Regions from separate parts of the Mus musculus genome. Here region 2 is linked to region 1. A link is a contact called in public HiChIP or PLAC-seq data. All regions are on one chromosome and are shown on one strand. The core of a region is the stretch at or near the end of the contact, and the rest is flanking DNA. Distances in the headings are between cores, read along the strand shown. Region 1 has its middle 68 kb from the start of Gm12707. Region 2 overlaps Fggy (FGGY carbohydrate kinase domain containing).

Region 1 (2,739 bases), core at 107-2,606:
TTATAAAATAATCAAAGGCTAATGTACAAGTACCTTTGTAAGTTACTGCATCCTCATCTTTCCTATAACACCACTAATATAACTGAATGATAAGTTCATAGTAGTTTTACAGTGGATTTTCTCATTTGCCTGATGTGATGTCCACCTTTGGCTCCAGAGTCACATAAGCATAAATCCTTTTAGCCCATTGGCCCCTTACCCTCCTGGATTGGGCCAGGCCATGGAAGAGGATGGGATGATAGAAGAGACATAGTCTTGGCAGTTGAAAAGTTGTTGTATTACCTCACCCTGTATCAGAAGGCTCCTTTATCATCCCCCACCTCCTCCCCATCATCCCACCCCCAAGCATCCTGTCACATCTCATCTTAGAGCCATTCTGGAAGCAGTGTTTGCTAGTTTGACATTTCAAAATAGCATCGAGGAGGCTAAAGATAGCTAAGTTACTGGGGAGGTTAAACATCTCGCCTAACAACACTGAATATACCAGGCCCTCTTTATGTTGGTCCAAAGACTACATGAGTATTTTTCTCCTAAGTAAAGAGCAGAAACATAGGATGGAGAGAGGGATTAAGCAAAGAGCCAACATAAGAACGTCAGTCAGTCTAATTCCAGGGGTAGTAAAGGTGCCATTATTTCAGAGGTCTCACTTAGTGGACTTTGTTTATGGAAATCCTTTCTTACAGGCTAAGTGCATAGTTTTATTCTGGAAACTGCATTCCATACAAAGAAATAAAACATAGTCAGGGATCATCCAAGCTGTGGAAGCAGTTTGTGCATTAAGAAAAAAAAAAAAAAAAAAAAAGGAAAGGAAAAAGCCAATGATCTTTAACTTCCCTTTCCTTTTTTGCTGTCTCAATTGTTTTTCATTTCAAATTTCCAGAGCCACGTGGATATAACCATGGGTTTAGGCATCTGAGAGCCAGACCTTTGTGCTAGGTTGCAGGAAAGGCACAATCTTCCCCAAAGAACAAGGATGACCTAAGAAGTCACTATATTAATGCCATTTTAGGCTGATGACTTTTGGCCAAGCACTCTGGTAAGACTTCGATATGTTCCTCTTCATTTGATCTCATAGCAAGATATACAGTTAGATAATAGTGCTTCATTAGGAGAAGTTAAACTGAGGGTCATAGAGGTTCAACTGTCTGCCTCCAACATCTGCTTTCTTCCCAGCTGTGATCATCTTCTTTTCTACAGATGGACAGGGAATAGTCTTACTTGCACAGCTTGGATTGAATGTACTCCAAGAATCAACTGGCTTTAGAGAGGAAAGATGCATTCCTACAGAGGGCCACTGTCAAGGCCAAGGAGACTGACCACATTGAACCCTGACTCAGCAGACTAGCCTGTGTCTGACGTGCCCTTCCCCCAGGCCACAGACATCTGATGAAAAGGCTATTCCTGCTTGCACCCAGCAGGGTGACTAAACACCAAAGTCTCAGGGGAGATGCTAAATGTCAGAGTTGAAGTGAGTCCTTCTGCCTCACCTCTGAATGTGACTACAGCTGCCCACGTGGTGATGGCCACACTGTTGCAGACAGGGAGGTAGTGAGGGAGCTGTTAGGGCAGAATAGGGCTGCTCTGATAAGATGGAGGTGGGATGGATAAGGTGGTCTAATTCCTATAGCTTTACTTCCATGTTGTCCATCTTCCAGAAACTCAGCTAAGAGCAGAGGAAGACACACTTAAGTTTCCACATTTGGGGTGCTCTACAGGGAGGCCTTCTAAATTTGATAGCAGAGTTCTGTGATGTAGAGTTCACTGGGAACCATTCCCATTCTCCCACAGGAGATCTCAGATCTCCTGTGATGGACTCAGAGTCTTTAAAGCAGGCAAAGATGCAGCCTGTCCACAGCATGAGGCCGCTGGAAGAGGAAAACCTTCCAGAGTGCAGACAACAAAGTGAAGAGGACCATGAGCACAACAGAAGCTGGGGATCTGGCAATGCATCCTGGCTAGGAGACAGGGAGACACGAGCTAAGATGATGCTCACAAGATGATACTCACAGGAGGAGCTAGAGGCATGGACAACAGAGAACACAGCATAGGGGAAGAGACAGTGAAGGAGGTAGTGCACCAAGGGGCAAGACAGAGCAAGGTTGGGGACAAAGGCAGAGACTGTAAAGAGAGAATAGGAGAGCTGGGCTGGTGGTGGAAATGCCACGTCTGATATTCAACTTGCAATCAAACCTCTTAGAAGTACTAAGTCTAGCCTCTGTGAGAAGTGGATACAGGCCTAGGTATCTGCAGGAGCTCAGTGGAGAGCACTGGTCATGGCATTATATACCAGTTATTGTGCTGGCCAGGGATGGAGAGGAGAGAAGAGTTAGGCCAGAAAAGAGGTAAAAACAATATATACAGTCCCTAACACTGAAAAACATTTTCATTGAAGAATAAACTAATTTACCCCAGTCTTTTGTGGCTGGAAAGCTCCCTTGTTGACATTTATCTCAGTGTCTTTTTAAGAAAATCCCAGGGGTTTACTAGAGGTCTGAATTCACTGAGGTATGGAGGGAGTCATGATATATTAGGCAGCACTAGGTTCTACGTGAGTGAGCTGCTAAGCAGGACCCAATCTTTCTTGGGGTTTCCAGAAACTTCTGAATGAGGAAAGTGTGTGTCCAGTCAGCTTAGCTTCTAGTTCCAGGTTATTTGGGGTTGTTTTGTCTCCTGACATTTGTGATGGAGCAAGCTGCTACTCTTGCCAGGCAAAACTGCCACTGAGGAAGGTTGGAGAGG
Region 2 (2,863 bases), core at 87-2,586, 450 kb after region 1:
GCATTTTATGAGTCTAATGCACTTAATCTTCTTTTAACAGTAAATAGAACTCTCAGTTTACAAAGGAGAAGTTGAGGTTTAAAATAGTTAAGTGCCGTTCCAGAAGCTACCACCAGTAAATATTACAAAACCAGGGCTGCACTCAGATCTGCAAGGTTGCAAAGCTGCTTCCGACCATGCCATGGCCTACCAGGAACATGGTAGGTCCATGCAGTTTCAACAAGCTAAGAAAGGTAGAAAGCAAGATGATGTTAGAAATAATTCTTCTTCCTCCTCCACCTCTTCCTCCTCCTCCTCTTCTTCCTCTTCTCCCTCCTCCTCCTCTCTTCCTCCTCCTTCTTCCTTCTTCCTTCTTTTCCTCCTCCTACTCTTCCTCCTCCTCTTGCTCCACCTCCTCCTCCTCTCGTTCTTTTCCTCCTCTTCTTTTTAAAACTAGATTTCCATGTGTAGCCCTGGCTATTCTGGAACCTACTCTGTAGATCAGGGTAATCTTGAATTCACAGATTTCTGCTGGCCACTGACTCCTGGGTACTAGGATTAAAGGCATTTGCCATTACAACCACTTTAGGTATTCTTCCTTGAACTCGTTTTTTTTTTTTCTTAAATACTTGGTTATTCTAAACAGTCATGCTTGATATGGATAATCCTGTATAGCTTTGCTGATTTGTCTTTATTTAGCCATATATGCATATATATACATATATATGTATATGCATAAGTCATTGTGAAGTTTTATTATCCATGAGATTTGAACATTTGGCGAGTACTATGTAAATAGTTGTATAGTCTATGCCCAAACACAAACTAGATGGGTAGAAAATGGTAACCAGCACATGGCTTTGAAAGCTGATGGATCCAGCCTGGGTCAGTTACTAAACTCTATGCACTGTCATTGAGCATCAGAGAAGGTGGTAAAATAGGAAGAACTGACATTGCTGGAATGTGAGCAAAGCACATGTGGCTCTCAGGGTGCTTCATAGTGCTGGGCAGAGAACCTTATTCTTTGCTAGTCGTTTCTTTCCTGATTATTTTTTCTTCAATGTATAATAGAAAAATATAAATAGCTGGAATCAAACTTGAGTTTTTATGAGAATTTCTGCCCCAAATGAAACCATGTTTTCAAGAAAGGGGAGTTTTAGGCAGAATTTTGAAAGATAGCCCCTTACTCATGAATTCAAGCAATAGCTAGGTATGGAAACGATTGTGAAAATGGTATATAAATTATGAAAGTTATGTGAAATAATGAGATAATATGTGTGAAAGTACCTCCTCGCATAGAAAGCCCTAATAAATGCTTCCTTCCTTCCTGATTCACATGGCAAGCAGGTGGCAGAGCCCAGGCCTGATCCTTAGAGCATCTAACCCCACCTCAGTGCTCTTTCAAGGGCCCCTATACTTGAGTGCCTCCTGTCTGCTCACCCCACCATGACATCTTCCACGTGTACTGACTGCAGGTTTTTAGAAATAGCCAAGCGCTCCAAAACATTCTGAAGAATGCTTAGTACAGATGAGCTAATTCGTGAGAGAGTACCTCGTATTAGTATTTGGAAAACAGTTACCAGTTAGGACTGGAAGGTTCCTTCCAGAGAGCTTTACAGACAGCAAGCTGAGACCAGCTAAGGCAAAAAGTCAATGGTCAGCAAGCCATATATGATATAAGAAATCATATAAGACATGCAGATATAAAACTTTATATAACTGACTGTTTCTTCCTGACTTTTTACTTTCCACGGAAATACCCTGGGAGGACTTTAGAAGCCCTTATACTTTGAAAAATATAAAGACATTGAAGGCTGTGCTTTACATTGTATGCGGAAGAAAATAATACAGATAACCACTGTGGGAGGTGGTCTGAGTTGTGCTCTTTTTTTCCTATTTAGTTGGGGTAAAATGGATATGGTCTATCATTCAGCATTTTAACCCTTTACCCCTTTCTGAGTGTTCCTGTTTCACGGAGTGGGGCTCAGTCACAATCCTGTGCGACTGTCAGCACCATCAGTTTCCAGAACTCTTTTCAACACGTGGGCCTAAACTCTGGACCCATGAAACAGTAATTCTGCATAGCCCCTTCCATAGCCGCTCCCACAGCTCCTGACCAGCATATACCTAATTTCAACAGCTCTAACCACATTGTATAAGCAGCATTAAATAGCATTTGCCTTTGGGTGACTGGCTTCTTTCTAGCATAACAATGTGTTCCAGATCCATCTATGTTGTAGTATGTGTTGGAATTCCTTCCTCCTTCTGATCTTCTGTGTGCCCCCATTATGACTGTCACAAATGAAGATGTTACTGAGCTTCTCATTAGAGCCACTTCTTTCTAGTGGCAGAGACAAATGGCCTGGTGGTAAAACTCAGCAGCAGTGGGACCTGGGACCTGAGAATTCAGACTCCCCTTCTAGTCTCATATATGACTAACACAGACAACGAATAGAATTTCATGCTGTGCTTTCCACCGGGACCCCAATTTCTCTTTAGCTGCTGCTCCGAGCCTCCGTTCAGCCTTGGGGAAGTTTGAGGTTACAGGTCTGAAAGGTGAGGTGTTGCCTTGGGTAGCCTTGTTTCTAGCCCAACTCCAAAATGCCCAGGTGAGCGTCTGAGGCAGTTCTTTGAGGGACAGGATAAACTAAGACCTTCACTTTAAAACTTGTCCTTTTTAAAAAAAAATTGTTTTGAATTGTTGACAGTTTTCTGTACCTATCTGGTTTAAACATGGTCTCCTAAACAGTGCGGTGGCATGATTACATGTTTGCCTGGGTTGTTCTGAAGCAGCAGAATATGACCATGTGTGACATTCAGATCACTCAAATGTCTTCTTCCAATATAAGACTTACTAAGCAAACTCACAGAGGGCAGCAGAATA

What was found. HiChIP or PLAC-seq counts read pairs in DNA pulled down with a chosen protein or histone mark.
Region 2: a contact with region 1 is called in a RAD21 HiChIP or PLAC-seq map of pro-B cells, with 14 times the contacts expected there. The contact joins two enhancer-like sites. A contact is called at or near these places in 1 of 15 datasets of contacts at CTCF or cohesin (pro-B cells) and 5 of 484 Hi-C or Micro-C datasets (the C10 cell line, the NIH/3T3 cell line, the STO cell line and 2 more).

What each region holds. Positions count from the first base shown.
Region 1 is chr4:95,415,880-95,418,618 of GRCm38.p6, forward strand. No RefSeq gene overlaps it. Among named protein-coding and RNA genes, the nearest start is that of Gm12707, 68 kb to the right of the region's middle. Within about 2 kb of position 1,357, at least 33 of the 459 cell types and tissues checked have an H3K27ac peak or open chromatin away from gene starts, as enhancers often do. A contact at or near this core is called in bone marrow-derived macrophages and pro-B cells, where this site is marked.
Region 2 is chr4:95,867,170-95,870,032 of GRCm38.p6, forward strand. All of the region lies in intron 14 of Fggy (FGGY carbohydrate kinase domain containing), which reads left to right. Among named protein-coding and RNA genes, the nearest start is that of Hook1, 99 kb to the right of the region's middle. Within about 2 kb of position 1,337, at least 11 of the 459 cell types and tissues checked have an H3K27ac peak or open chromatin away from gene starts, as enhancers often do. A contact at or near this core is called in bone marrow-derived macrophages and pro-B cells, where this site is marked.